Regions from separate parts of the Mus musculus genome. Here region 1 is linked to region 2. Evidence: chromatin contacts called from public Hi-C data. All regions are on one chromosome and are shown on one strand. The core of a region is the stretch at or near the end of the contact, and the rest is flanking DNA. Distances in the headings are between cores, read along the strand shown.

Region 1 (7,124 bases), core at 2,833-5,332, 450 kb before region 2:
ATGGAGTCACATTTCCCTGTACTTTATACACTGGATAAAAAGAATGAAGAGGCAAATTCCACAAATGACTACAAGGATTTCATGCCAAATACGTAATGGATCTGAAAACACAGCAATCATTTTATTTACTTAAAAAAATAAATAATAAAGCAAGCCATGCAACTCTACTATCTAGAAGGGAAACAGTGAACTGGCAAGTCTGGGGACAATCCATCTAGGGTTAGGGATCTGTATGCAGATCTGAACATGTTACTTGGACTGGGGAGGAGGGCAGATGGCAGAAGAGCAGGGAGCAGGGAAGGGGGAGGGCTTCTGGGAAGGGCTTCTTTGCAAACTAGCTCCTAGGCAGTGCTGGTCTAACCCCAGGAAAGCAGCCAGCTGTGGTGTGAGACATACCTCATTAGCAGTGAGCTTGTCCTGGGGTGTCTGTGGGGACATGGTGGGTGTCGGCTGGCTGGAGGATGGGGAGGAAGAGGTGGAGGAAGTGGAGGAGGAATGGCTTTGCTGTAAGAGATCTGGCAAGAGGTGAATGCGACCCGCAAAGCCATTGCTCTCATGATGGCTGGCACGCTTTTGGTCAACTGTACTCTGTAGAAAAAACAGGCACACTGGTCTCGCTCAGGCGATGCTGATATTGCCGACAACCCTACTGATAACTGCTTTGTTCAAGGTGCTGTGTGACTTTCCAAACTGTGTTAGATTACCAAGGAAAATCCAAGGAAATTAGCCAGAATTGCTCAAACTTCCTTGCCAAATGCCCAATTTTGAGCCAACTGAAGTCAGAGTACCTCACTGGGGACCACCCAATACAAGTAGAAAGTGTTTCACCTGGTTCATTTGCAGCAATAGCAACTGATGGGAGACCACCCCCTTGTTTTCTCTGAAAATCTAAGCCACCTCTAGAGAGCAGCCTGTGGTTCCTCTGAATCCTGATCTTCTTAGGTTCTTCCTAGTTTCCATCCAAATACACTGCTGTGGCATGAAACACCCAGGGGAAAACCCAGAGCCTGGAGCGTGCCCTGTCCTGCTGCAGTGAGGAGCCTAGCACTTGGATGAAATCTAAGCTAAGAATGAACAGTTAGAAAATATCATGGTCCAAGCAGAATCCATCTTGCATCACAAACAGAGATTATGTTTTGGACCTCAGGAGACCCACTCATCCCTGGGCCCCAATGCTGCAGACACAGGGCCAGATGCCCCAGCAGGGCCTCAGGGTGGCCATTAGAGGCTCCAGATCTGTACCTTCCCTCTGTGAGCCTTCCCAGGAGTCCCTGTGGCTTCTCTACCACTCCAACACAGACTGTGAGACTCAGCATGGTGCTTGGATGGAGGCTGCCAAGGGCATGCAGAGGAACAGCAATGTGGGTGGAAGACTACTGGCTACCTTTGTGGCATGCAGCACTCCTGCCTCCCTCGCCCAGGACACGCTACCCTCAGAGCTGTGTTAACATGAAAACGATGATGATGTAGAAATAGCATGGGTGAGTGAGTGAATGAGCAGGTGGGTTAATGACCATAGAGAAGCTCGGCCTCTGACAACAGGAGAGGAGGCTCCGGTACCTGGCGGACGATGAGGGTGCCCTCCTTGGACGGGGTCATGGCTGGCTCACTTTCTACATCATCATGAACGATCATTGTTTTCACAGATTCTGTTTCACCGTTGCTCAGGTTCGGAGATGACCTGAAGAGACAAGATCTGCAAGTCACGGATAACAAGCCAAGCCGTGTGACCCTCTCAAAGCTTGAGGCAAGAGGAAGCATCGGGTGTAAGTTTCCTATAGGACAGCAAGCACGTACGTGGCTTTCTCCCACAGAAGAGTTCCTTGCTGTTCACTTTGTTCTTAAGTAGAACATTAATTAGAATGAGTTCTTATGTCTAATTAAGTCATACCACACTGAAACATCCCTTTTACTGAACCCTTAAATTAAAAGAAAAAGAGACATGCTGAGATATTGTGGGGAAGACGCTGATATGTGTGTTTGTATGTGTGTATATGTGTATGATGTAGTGTGTGTGTGTGTGTGTGTGGTGTGGTATAATGTGTGTGTCTGTGTGGTTGTTTATGTGGTGTGGTGTTAAGCATGTGGTGTGTACAGGGCATGTGTCGTATTTGGTTGTGTGGTGTGTACAGGGTGTGTGTGTAGTGTGTGTATATGGTATGGTGTTGAGTGTGTGGTATATAAATGGGGCACATGTAGTGTGTGTCTGTATATATGTGGTGTGTACAGGAGGCATGTATAGTGTGTGTGTGTGTGTGTGTGTGTGTGTGTGTATAAAAGCTGTATGTCATTGAGTTCATGAACAGGGCAGAAGGCTGCAGCGGAGAGAAGGCCCAGTGGGAAGGCTCTTCTCTTGAGCCCAGCAAGCACTAACGCTGCTCTGGTGTCTTCTGGTCCCGAGGTAGAATCATCAGCCCCCTCCTGTTCCACGTCCTCCTCCTCCTCATCTGTGGTCCCAGACTCCTCACTGGAGGATGAGTAGTCTGTTACTTTGTGAGGTGGCCGAACATCTTCCACTGCTCGAAGCTCTTTGGCCAACGCAGTCAAGTCCTAAGACACAGGAAGGAAAAGGAAGTTAGGAAAGAGGAAGGTAGGGAGAGAAAAGGTGACAAGCCTTTCAGGCCAACTGCCAGTGAGTAACCAGAGTCAGCATCAGGAAAGGACTCGTGAGGAGTTTGTTGGCTACGGCTTTGGACAGAAGGAAGAAGGCAGGTGTAACAGACAACTCAGTCCCACTGTACAGTGTGTAACAGACAACTCAGTCCCACCATACAGTGGTCTGCAGGGTGAGCTGACAGCATTGCTTTCAGTAAGTCTAAGATAGGAGAGGCTTTTGCTGCGAAGACAGGACTGCAGGATATCATGACTATTTTTTTTTTAAATAAAGACAGTTGTTTTTTTTCTTTTTAGGATTTCTGTTTGTTTGTTTTTTGTTTATAGACGTACACTGTAGCTGTCTTCAGAAACACCAGAAGAGGATATCAGATCCCCATTACAGATGGTCGTGAGCCACCACGTGGTTGTTGGGAATTGAACTCAGGACCTCTGGAAGAGCAGTCAGTGCTCTTCCCCGCTGAGGCACCTCTCCAGCCCAGACAGCATGTCTAAGAGGACTATTTAGAACTGCGCACACTGCCCCTAATTACACAGACATAGCTGGGCCTTTTCCCCTCCACGGTTCATGAAGAATCCCAGGCTGCCTAGACAGCAGATTGCTAGCACACGCTCACCCTCACCTCCCTACTAGTACCTGCCATGCCCGAGCTGGGGCGTCCGCAGTGGGAAAGCCCATCTGCCACGTGCCACGGCAATCCCCACTGGCCTTCCCCCAGACTTAGCCACATTCTCAATTATACAATGATTGAGAACCTCAGAGCAAAGTTTACTAAAAACTGGCTTCATTTCTCTTTACCTTGTTGAGATATTTTAAGATTCTTATCAATTCTTTATATCTAATTTCCTAGACTGATTTAAATCCCATTTAAGTCCAAACTCCCTTTTCTACTTGGGAATTTTATTTAAAATCAATAGCATTTTAAAAAGCAGTAACTATATGACTGGTTTTCCCTTTTAACTTAAAGAGCAGTTCCAACTTAGTATTCTTCTTTTATGCAGTTAAGAATATGTTTTTTACCTTTGACCTCTAGCCTCTGAACTATCAGAAGCAAGCTTGAGCCTGCTCTGTCCTGGCAGCTATCTGTGACAAAGCAGCTCCTTTACAACAGTTGTTCCAGGTAGGTTTGGCAATAAAGACCCAAAGCTTGGTTCATCAGCTAAAGCAGCCGACGGTCATTAAAGGCAAGCGGAAGGCAGAGCGCAAGTCTGAGCTGAGCAGAGCCGAGAGGCAGAGAGCACCGCTGAAGCTAGCCATCAGAGGGAGGGAGGGATGCGGGCTTACCACTTCTCCCTTCAGGACACGACGATTCCATGGAGGTGGAGAGGGAGGCCGACATTGATGAAGGATGCAGAGAAGGGAGCAGGCAACAGGAAGAAGGGGGAGGGGGTATCCAGAAATCAGTTAAAGAGGAACCTAAAACTTCAATAGGCTTAAAACCCCACAAGTACCCACAGTCACATGACTGACTGCCATGATAAGGATCGAGGAAGCAGTCAAAGTCATCAGCCCAGAGACCAAGGGCAGCACTCAAGACACAGGAGCGCTCATTCACACTTATTCTGAAAGCCAGTACTGCAAACACCAAACTTACCAAGAATAAGGTCGATGACAAGCAATGATTGTGCATCGTGCACGGGTATGGGTGTGTGTGCGTGCGTGTGTGCGTGTGCGTGTGTTGGAGCTTTTGAATTTTACTCAGTATTACTATAAAATACTCATTTCCTTAAAAACTGCCAATACATAAAATTATATTTTATTCTGTGCTTCTCTGTACGGCTAATTGGACAACTAGTGGAAGGCTGAAGTGGAACAGAACTGCCCTGCTAATGACTTCAGAATTGAGATGCCTAAGGGCGAACCCACAACGGCATCCTGCATCAGACAACTCTTCTATTTCCCCACAGCAGGGAAGGGCCACACAAAAATCAAACCACTGCAGGCCTCTCCATCACTTTTCCTTTCTTTTCGCTGGAGACTGAGCTTGGGACCTCCCACATGCAACTGCATACCCCAGCCCTTCAACAATATTCTTAACACAAAGGTTTCCCTCCAGCTTGACACAGAACTAAGTGATTTTACACAGTACTTACCGCAGGCTTGAGAGGCCGGAATACTTCTTTCTTATCGTCAGGCTTTTTGGCTGCACTTTCCTGGCGTGGCGATGGAGAACCTTCAGACTTGGATGATGCTGGTACGTTCAGGAGAGACAAAAAAAGCAGAGACACAGATAAACGCATGTCACACACTCTCCACCTCCTCCCCTTCAGTCTAGCTTCTGGCTTCCCCCTGCTGACGTCAGTCGACCCCTCTCCATAGGGTCTGAACTCTGGGGTAAAACAGGGCCAAGGGACACGCTGGCAGCCCTTCTGAGGGAAAGGCTTCCCTCTTCCCACCTCTGTTTAATACCTGCTTCCAAGTAGTGAGAAGAGCTCAGTGAAGGAACTTTTTGACTACTGTCACCAGTAATACACACTGACTACAGCACAGCCTCAGAGTTCAAAATGGAAGAAATGTGTTCAAATCCCAGCTGAGGCATTTAGCTAATTCACCTTAGGCAAAGCATTTAATTCCACTCAGCTGTGAAGCAACCATGGCACCCGTGTGCGAAGCACTGAAAATACAGCTTTCTGGGTAACCTTATTGGCACTGATTATATCCTCAGCAATCTATGTCAAAGCATCACTTTGTAAAATGCAGCTATATGCAGAGCTGGGCCTCCTTTTACACATGGAGTTCTTCTAATAACAAACTGCAGCCATGGCTGTCCCTAGAGAAAGTGTATAGGAGAGATAGCCTACATCTCACTCTGAAGCGTTCACCGGAGCCGCTCTGAGACCCAGGATGGGAGCCAGGCTGGGATCCTGAGTTGCTGGACCCTGAAGAGCTGCCACTGCCTGGCCTGGGGACCAGCTTTTCCACTCTCTCCCAAAGAAGCCGGGGCTCAATACTGCTGTTAGAAAAGGAGAGAACAGTGTCATCCCATCATACTATAGCAGAGACATGCACTGTGGAGGCAGAGAGAAGCCTGCAACAGCAGCTAACACAGTGCACTGCACAGAGTGCACTGCATACATAGCATGCACTGCAGAGCTCACTGCACACAGAGCACACTATACACACAGCATACTGCACACACAGAGTATACCACACATACACAGCACACAGTCTGTACTGCACACACAGTGCACTGCACACACAGCACATTGCGCACATAGTGCACTGTACAGAGTACATTGCACACATAGTGCACTGCACACAGGGAACACAATACACATAGCATACTGCACACAGAGTATACTTACATAGCACACACAGCATACTGTACAGAGCATACTGCACAGAGTGCACTGCACACAGAACACATTGCATACACAGCACACACTGCATAGTGCACACACAGCACACTGCACAGAGCACACGGCACTCGCAGCACATTGCACACACAGTGCACTGCACACAGAACACATCACACATAGCATACTGCACACACAGCACATTGCACAAAGTACACTGCACACAGAGCATGCTCCACACAGAGTGTGCACTGCACACACAAAGTGCACTGCACACAGAGCGCACTGCACATTACAAAGACTGTATTCAGGGCCAGCATCTTCAATATCTTAAACCCAAAAGATGCTGAACAGTATCTTCTTGCTAAAGCACATGAAATCCATGTTATATATGAAGTGAAATATGACTGTTTACACCTACAACCACTTCTGTCTATAGACCCTACTCTTAATTGGAAATAATTACTCAGAAATTTTTCTGTATCTAGGTTGCCCTCATCCACTATGACAGCTTCCACACCTTGGATACCCACAGTCCACTCTGATGTGTGGAGGAAGCAAAGCCGTGAGGCTTCCTGCCATGGTCAGACCCATAGCACACATACACTGGGAAGAATCTGTGCCCTGGACACTGTCTGTCATAGGAGAATGCCAGATCTCTCTGGTCACCAGCATTAAAGTGTTGCCTGCAGACTCTGGACTGTCATCCATCTAGGCACTTGTACCAACACTGCCAACACCACAGGTCCACTGATGACCAAATTACCAAACACTTAATGATATCTGCAGGGCAACAGTGACAAGTTTTCAGTAAGTGCACACACAGCACACTCCACACCTGAGCAAACGTCAGAGCCACTAACAACACGTGACTCCAGCCACCAAAAAGGTGAAGCTTAATTCATTTTAATTAAGTTAAATTCATACTCAGCCTCATTGGCCAAGAGCTACTGCATCAGACAGAGCCACCCTAAACCTCAGCAATGACATCACTTGGCTAGCATGGTAGTCTATGGCAGGTTGTGAGGGAATACTAACTTGGCTGTGATTTCTTTTAACTCAGTCTAAACCCTCACAATTTCTTCTAGACTAAAAACCTCTCTCAAATTATGTTTCTTAGAACCTGTTCTCAATTCTCCCTTCTCTACCTTTACAGAGAAATATAGTTTACATTTCAAAATTACAATACACATCAAGATTCAAATCTGCTTCTC
Region 2 (7,065 bases), core at 3,654-6,153:
GAGTACAGTCCAGATGTTTGGAAGATGGAGGCAGGAACATGAGAAAATCAAGGTCACCGCTGGCTACACAGCGAGCCTGAGGTCAGCCTGGGAATAAGACCTCTAAAAACAGTGATTTGCTTGTCTGTAGCCATTAGTCATCTAATACTTCTTCAGACACTTAGTATTCAAAACGCTGTTAGTGCCTGGGCTAGGCAGACAGTGGTTTTCTTTCCACCTTTCATTCAGTTTCTTTAAAAAACTGCTAGCGGGAAGAAGGAAATATGTTTTAGGTTCCGGTTGTTCCAGCATAGAGTAGTAGGATCCATTGCTTTGGTCGGTTTCATTGTTTTCTAACTTATTGTTGCTGTATGTGCAGTGTGTGTACATGTGACTCTCCCTCTCTCTCTGCAGGGAATTGATGTCGATGCTGAGAATTGTGCAGTGTGTATTGAAAACTTTAAAGTCAAAGATGTTATCAGAATCCTGCCATGCAAGTATGAATACTTTTTTCCTACTAAGATACTGAAAATTACTTAACAAGTCTCACTGTTCTGACAAAGGGTTCCATGTTCTCTGACAGGAAGTCATTATGATCTTGGATTACCTCATCTTTCCTATTGTCTTCAGAGACCTGTAGGTGACCACTAAGAGCTGCTGTGCGTCTTTGTCTTGCATTGGCTTTTAGTCTTACCAAGGCTCGCTTAGACTCCTTCACACACCCAGTAATGCAGAGCACATGCTAACTAGAAAGGAGCAAGAACGTAGGACTGAGAGCCTTCAAGTGGCCCAGAAGCAGGGTCAGACCCACAGAAGTTTGCCTTTACTTATTTGCTGAGTGTGGGTTCCTTTCGAAGCTGTAGGAAATGAGTACCCTCCCTTTGCTGAGGTTTCAGTAGCACAGATGCACTTAAAACTGGGAAGTAGCCATTTTATTTTTAATAATCTGTTATTTTAACTGACTTAAAACATTTTGTTTAAAAAAGTTGCTGATTAGCCAGGAGGTGGTACACTCAGACCAATACTTGGGAGACAGAGGCAGGGGAATCTCTGAATTTGAGGCTAACCTGATCTACTGAGTGAGTTCCAGGACAGCCAGAGTTACACAGAGAAACCCTGTCTCAAAAACATACCTCCATAAAAGAACTGCTGATTAGCAAAAGGGCTTGTTTTATGTATAGAACTTAGATGTTTTTCTTTAAAAAAAAAAGTCTAATAAATGTCAATTATACTTTACATATTTTAGAATCAAGTTGCAGAGTACTGTATTAGCTTCTTTTTTTAATATTTTACTATGTATATGGTACTTTTTAGTAGATTGAATTCTTGATACCTCTGATGAGGAAATAAAATGAGTACCACAATAATAACAGTTCCCCGAGGCACGCCTGGCTAAATTCTGTCAGTGTGTATAAACGATCAGCACGAGGGCATTTAGTGAACTGAGGTCAGTATAGGTTGATCATGTTCTGCACACGAGCATTGGAAGAGTTTTAGGCTGGTTTTAGAACAGGTTTCAGAGTGATGCTCAAGAGTGCACAGAAGAGAGGGGGGGTGCTGACAGCTGCACTGAGCTCATGCTGGACCTGTGCAGATGTGTTAGCTGTGCACATTACTTGCTCTCCTCATTGGGGTTGTTATTTTGTCCACTTTTCTCCTAAGCAACATGTTAAAACATCCCCAACAAAACTGAAGTTTCTTCCTTGTTTTTGGACAATTTCTTCTCGGTCAGTGAGTTTTAATTTGTGGTTGAATGACAAACTGAACTAGAGTGTTTCACAATTAAGAACTACTATTTTTTTTTTTAAGAATTACTATTTTTAATGGTACTGGCAGATTTTTGTTTAAAGAAAACCTTCAGCAGAGTAATTATAATGAGTAGTATATGTAGACACTGAACAGCTGATGGTGTAGGTGTAGAGAGTAGGAGACATACAGCTCCTTGTGGTCATGCTGTCTAGTCACACAGCTGGGGTTTGAGCTCTGTCTGTCTGGTTTCAAAACCTGTAGTTCACACATGTAAGAGGGGCAGGAAACCAAGATAAACCAACAAGGAAAGAAAGTGTGTGCGTGCGCCTTTCTGGTAGCACAGATGTTTATTCAAGAGTAGGCTTATAAAATGTGTAAATGGAAATAACCATTTTTTCTGCCACTCAGATGATTAATATATATTTCCACTTGAGTCACTTTATAGACTTGAAGAAGATATTATCAACTTGGGATTAGTTTATTACTGGTACCTTATTTGTGGGCTTTGTTAGCCTAAATGGTTTAGAATAAGTATTCTACTGAAGCACATGAAAATGATTGGGCATTGTAGCGCTTAACAGAATCCCAGCACTTGGGAAGCATAGGTACAAGGAGTCTGAGTTCAAGGCAATCCTGGACCACATAGCACATTCGAGGCCAATTGGGTAACATAGCAAGACCCTAATCTCAAAACCATAGACTAACGCTCATACACACACATGCGCGCACACACGCGCGCGCGCACACACACACACACACACACACACACGATTTAGTATGTGGTGGAAATAGATCTACCATATTTTTGTTTAATGAAGAGCTTTCACTTTAAAAGAAAAAAAAAAGCATCACTAAGTCCAAATCTTAAGTGGGAAATAGACTGGAAAATAACTTAGACAAGTAGGTGGACTTCATGTTAATGTGTGGTTGGCTCACTTTATACAGGGTGTGTTGGTAAAATGCGTTATTTCCTTTATAAGATATGCAAACATTTATTTTAAGACATTAATACATACTTAATTTTTTTAGGCATATTTTTCATAGAATATGCATTGACCCATGGCTTTTGGATCACCGAACGTGTCCAATGTGTAAACTTGATGTCATCAAAGCCCTGGGATATTGGGTTTGTTACGTTTTTGTTTATATTCAATCTCTACCCCAGTTCTTCCTGAGTATCTCACTTTTATTACTGACCCAGAGGCAAGGTGAACAGATGAAATATTCCTTCTGATATCCTTACTGTTACTTAAAGAAGTTTTCAGTATTTAAAATGAATATGTAGAATAGTCCACATAAATCCGTGAACTGAGTTTATGACAGAATACTATATAGCCTATGAACATCTTCCCCAATCTGTAATTCCGAAGTATAGCTCTGCATATGGTAGCATCCTCTGTGTGTGTGTGTGCTTATGCATGCATGGGTTTGTGCATGAGTGCAGATGCTTGCATGTTTGGTTTTATGTAAATTGAATCATAGAATGTATGAAGTAAATAGAGGTGCCACCTATATCTTCTGGCTTCAGAGACACATTTTACACATACTATACCCAATAGATTCTGATTATCTGCTCTCACTTTTTATGGGCTCCACAGTTTTTTTTTTTTTTTTAGACTTGCATGTACTCTATTATGCCTCAAAATACTATTGATAAAATTATAACTTATTTTAGCTAACAATATTTGAAGGACTGAGAATACAGCTCAGGGTGCTTGAAGGCCTTGCGCCAAAGTCCTGGACTCAATCTCCCTATCACATAAACTGGATGAACATTGTATACAACTTAAAACTGTTATAGCCATGTATGCATCTATAATGGTGTCTCTAGGAGCTATGCCTGGAACAGGGCTGGCTTCATGGGATGCAGGTGTGACAGTCGCCCTTTAGCTTGGTGTGGCCCTTCAGGGAGAAACTGTTTCATCCAAGGACGGCTGTACTACAGCCTCATCCTGCTTTGTCCTGAAATGTGTCTTCCTTATAGAACTCCTAAACTTCCTTTATTGACAGCTTTTCATTATCTGTCCCTTTAGCCTGAGATAGCATACCTCCCTCATGGGCCTGGTTCATGCCCTCTATGTACAAGCTGCAGTTCAACAAGAGGTTGAGTCTTCATGGTTCAGAATTTTAAATGAGAAAACACAGAGCTTGATGAATTGTTTCCTTGACAGAATCTAATTCCCTTCCTTAAATGCACTGTAAGCTTATGCTCAGTTGTCTTTTTTGAGTGATTCTAAACCAGCTTTTCCACTCTTGACATTTATGTGAGACCAATTTCTGTTCTTAGCTAAGCAGAGACTCGCATTCTCATACATTTTGTTCAGAGAGTATAGGCCCACTTATTTCATATATAAGAGATGAGTCTTCATTTTATATGAGGTTGAATTCTTTTCTTACTAGAATACAGAGAATGCGTGCGTATGTGGCGTACTTTGTGAAGGATAGGAAGCTATTATAACTTCAGCACTAGGGGTGTGTCTTGCTTTTAGTGTCTCAGTTTCTAGAGGAGGGCCCATTTCCCTATTACCAGTAGAGTTCTCAGTGACTCTTAAGACTTCAACGCAGTCCTTTGGTTTGCAACCATATCCACTACATTCATTGAGCAAAAACTGATCAGACAAATGCTGTCTAAGATGTTAAATTGAACTTGGCTCGGAGATAATTACGGTATAGTATAGAGATAATTACGGTATAGTCCCTTTGCTAGAGCAAGGATTCTTGGGGATTTCACTTTCAGGCCAACCGGGGCCAGTGCATATCCGGAGATACAGCACAGCAAGGGAACTTGGTAGATGCCATCTGGGTCAGAAAAGAAAGTGTTTATGCTGCCTGCTAGACATGGAGAAATGGAGGACTGTATTTTAGTGGGACTGCTGAGGGACTGTCACCTCAGTGCGTAGTAGGTGGATGGTGTGTGCACGGGGATGTGAACTCGGGTGGAGCTTGGTGGAGAGCTAGGTTTGGCAGCTTTGTTGAGAAACAGATTGGGATGAGGCTAAACAGGAGTTGGTATTGTAACATTTCAACAGGAATTTTGCTTGATGTGTCTAGGATGTCTAGTTACTGGTGAGGGAAGAGGGAGTGGTTTTAAAATGCTCCTAGGACAGAGCAGAGATGTCTGAGTGCCTGTGAACCCACGCTCACAGCCTACAAACCCTTAGTCACTTCCCAGCAGTTTCATCTACCCACGTGCATCTGTGGCTCTTAGGTTAACCAGAAAGAATGTCTGAGACACCCACCCACTGGTGTTGGGGCTTAATGGAGTATGACTAAAGGAGTCTCTGGCCATGCTTTCATTATCTTCCTTCAATGCAACAAAGAGAAGGAGGTGGGAGGGGAGTTGGAGACAAACCACAGTGGAGAAAGGACACAGAACAGATTTTTAAAACAGATAAATGAAGCCTTCATCTATTTAGAGCCTCTTTGTCTCTGACACCCTGGTGCTATGCTGTAAAATGGCCCAGGGCTGCTGCTGGGGCTGCGGGAGCAGCAGTGACGCTGTACAGACTCCGCAAGAAGACAGTTTCAGGAAGTAGCCTCTTTGTTTAAATCATTTAAAGGGCGAGATACAACTTCCATCAAGTAGGGAAACTCTTTAGAGGAAAACAAAACAAACTTAATAGGTCTTTCTGACTGGATACAGGAGATGGTGTGCCTCCCACCCCGTTCCCTGTAGAGAGCCAAAGATATCTCAAGTGAATTTACTAGCAAAATGACCCCGTACTGGTCATGTCACTGAGAAAGCCATTGTCTTTTGTCTGCCTCTCAAGGGGGACCCTGAGGATACGCAGGAGCTACCCACCCCAGAAGCTGCCCCAGGAAGGGTTTCTGTTGGGAATCTGAGTGTGACATCCCAAGATGAGGAGAGGAGTGAAAGCAACCTTCCATCATCTTCCTCGAGCGAGTCTGGGCCACACCGCCCCTGTCTTAAAGAAGATGCAGGGGAGGACACAGCATTACTAGGTATGTGGCTACAGATATAAGCGCACAATGTTACCAGTGAATGGAACAAAGTGGAAGGCAGGAAAGTACTGTCGTGTACATAAAAACCACAGGCCCCCACTTCGAGATACCATTTCAAGTTTTTGATGCATACATTCTCAAGAATGGGGGATATCACACAAATGCTGTTTGGTAAACTGTTCTTTTAATGTATGAAGTTCTTTCTGGATCACTTGGTAGATAAATTTTTATGACCAAGTTTTTTAAATTTTCTTTTGAGTTGCTCAATTCATGTCTATGTCTTCAGTGGTTTCTGTAGTCTCGTCGTATTGTGTAGCATGTGGTGAGGTCCTGGTCTTCTTGCAGCTGCTTCTCAGCTCAACTGCTTTTTCTTACTAATTCTTAGTTAACTTTTCTGATGCCATAACAAAACACCATGACCAAAGCAACTTAAAAGGAAATATTTATTGGCGCTTAAGAGTCCATGATCCTCATGGTAGGGAGCGTGGCAGCAGGCAGGCATGCCCTGGAGCAGTAGCTGAGAGCTCACAGTTTATCCACAATGAGAGGAAGGAAGGGAGAAGGACTGGGCCTCCTTTCCAGAGGCAGGGGACCAAGTAAAGGAACACATGAGCCTGTGGGGCCATTCTCATTCAAACACCAGGTCATAGTAATGCTTTCTTTTTGTTTTTTAATTGTAGTGGGCCCAAGTAGAGCCTAGGGCTTTGGACTTGCCTGATAAGGTGTACCTCCAGCCCTTTTTTAGAACTTTTTTAATTTAAATTTAATATGGAAAATACAAGACCTTTGTCAAATATTTTGTCTCCTCTCCCTCAGTTTCTTTATTTCTTTGTGTTGGGAAATGCTAATCACAAACACTGGCATTTGGCCATATTCCAGTGACTAACGTCTGTATTCTTAGCCTCTGTGTACTTTTCTGTCTTCTGACATAAAAGTATCTTGGGACTTTTATGGCATGCTAAATAGGAAAGTCTTTTTCTTCTTGGTTGGTTATGGTTCATTAGAGAATTACTGACCTATGTTTTGGTAATATTTGTAGGGTTTCTTTTTCTTTTTTCCCCCAAATTCCTTTTTGAAACTGTGTCTTATGTATACCAGGCTAGCCTCAAATTCCCTAGATAGCTGAAGATGACCTTGAACTTTTGATCCTCTGATCCCACCTCCCAAGTGTGAGATTATAGGCATGCATTACCACACTGGTTTCATGCAGTGCTTGGGATCAAAGTTGGGGCTGTGTGCATGCCAGCAGGCCCTCTACCAACTGAGCTACATCCCTATATCTGCCCCTTTATAATTAATTTATTCACTCATTTATTTATTGGGGTACCCATGTATGTCATGTAAATGTAGAAGTCAGAGGGTAACTGAGGAGTC

The links. A called contact is a pair of places that touch in the nucleus more often than the background predicts.
Region 1: a Hi-C map of the HPC-7 cell line shows a contact between it and region 2, with 1.7 times the contacts expected there. The contact joins two enhancer-like sites. A contact is called at or near these places in 15 of 39 promoter capture datasets (the 3T3-L1 cell line, 3T3-L1-derived adipocytes, the C10 cell line and 10 more), 2 of 484 Hi-C or Micro-C datasets (the HPC-7 cell line and bone marrow-derived macrophages), 3 of 115 datasets of contacts at active chromatin or transcription factors (large pre-B cells, microglia and stem cell-derived neural progenitor cells) and 3 of 9 other capture datasets (adipose tissue, embryonic stem cells and liver).

The regions. Positions count from the first base shown.
Region 1 is chr1:40,005,114-40,012,237 of GRCm38.p6, reverse strand. It overlaps Map4k4 (mitogen-activated protein kinase kinase kinase kinase 4), which reads right to left. Exons shown (of 32, transcript NM_001252200.1): 19 at 5,416-5,567; 20 at 4,708-4,805; 21 at 3,899-3,907; 22 at 2,375-2,550; 23 at 1,561-1,681. Among named protein-coding and RNA genes, the nearest start is that of Il1r2, 76 kb to the left of the region's middle. Within about 2 kb of position 4,082, at least 24 of the 459 cell types and tissues checked have an H3K27ac peak or open chromatin away from gene starts, as enhancers often do. A contact at or near this core is called in the HPC-7 cell line, where this site is marked.
Region 2 is chr1:39,554,104-39,561,168 of GRCm38.p6, reverse strand. Rnf149 (ring finger protein 149) reads left to right here. Exons shown (of 7, transcript NM_001033135.3): 4 at 394-476; 5 at 2,758-2,854; 6 at 5,499-5,691. Among named protein-coding and RNA genes, the nearest start is that of Snord89, 8.8 kb to the right of the region's middle. Within about 2 kb of position 4,903, at least 101 of the 459 cell types and tissues checked have an H3K27ac peak or open chromatin away from gene starts, as enhancers often do. A contact at or near this core is called in the HPC-7 cell line, where this site is marked.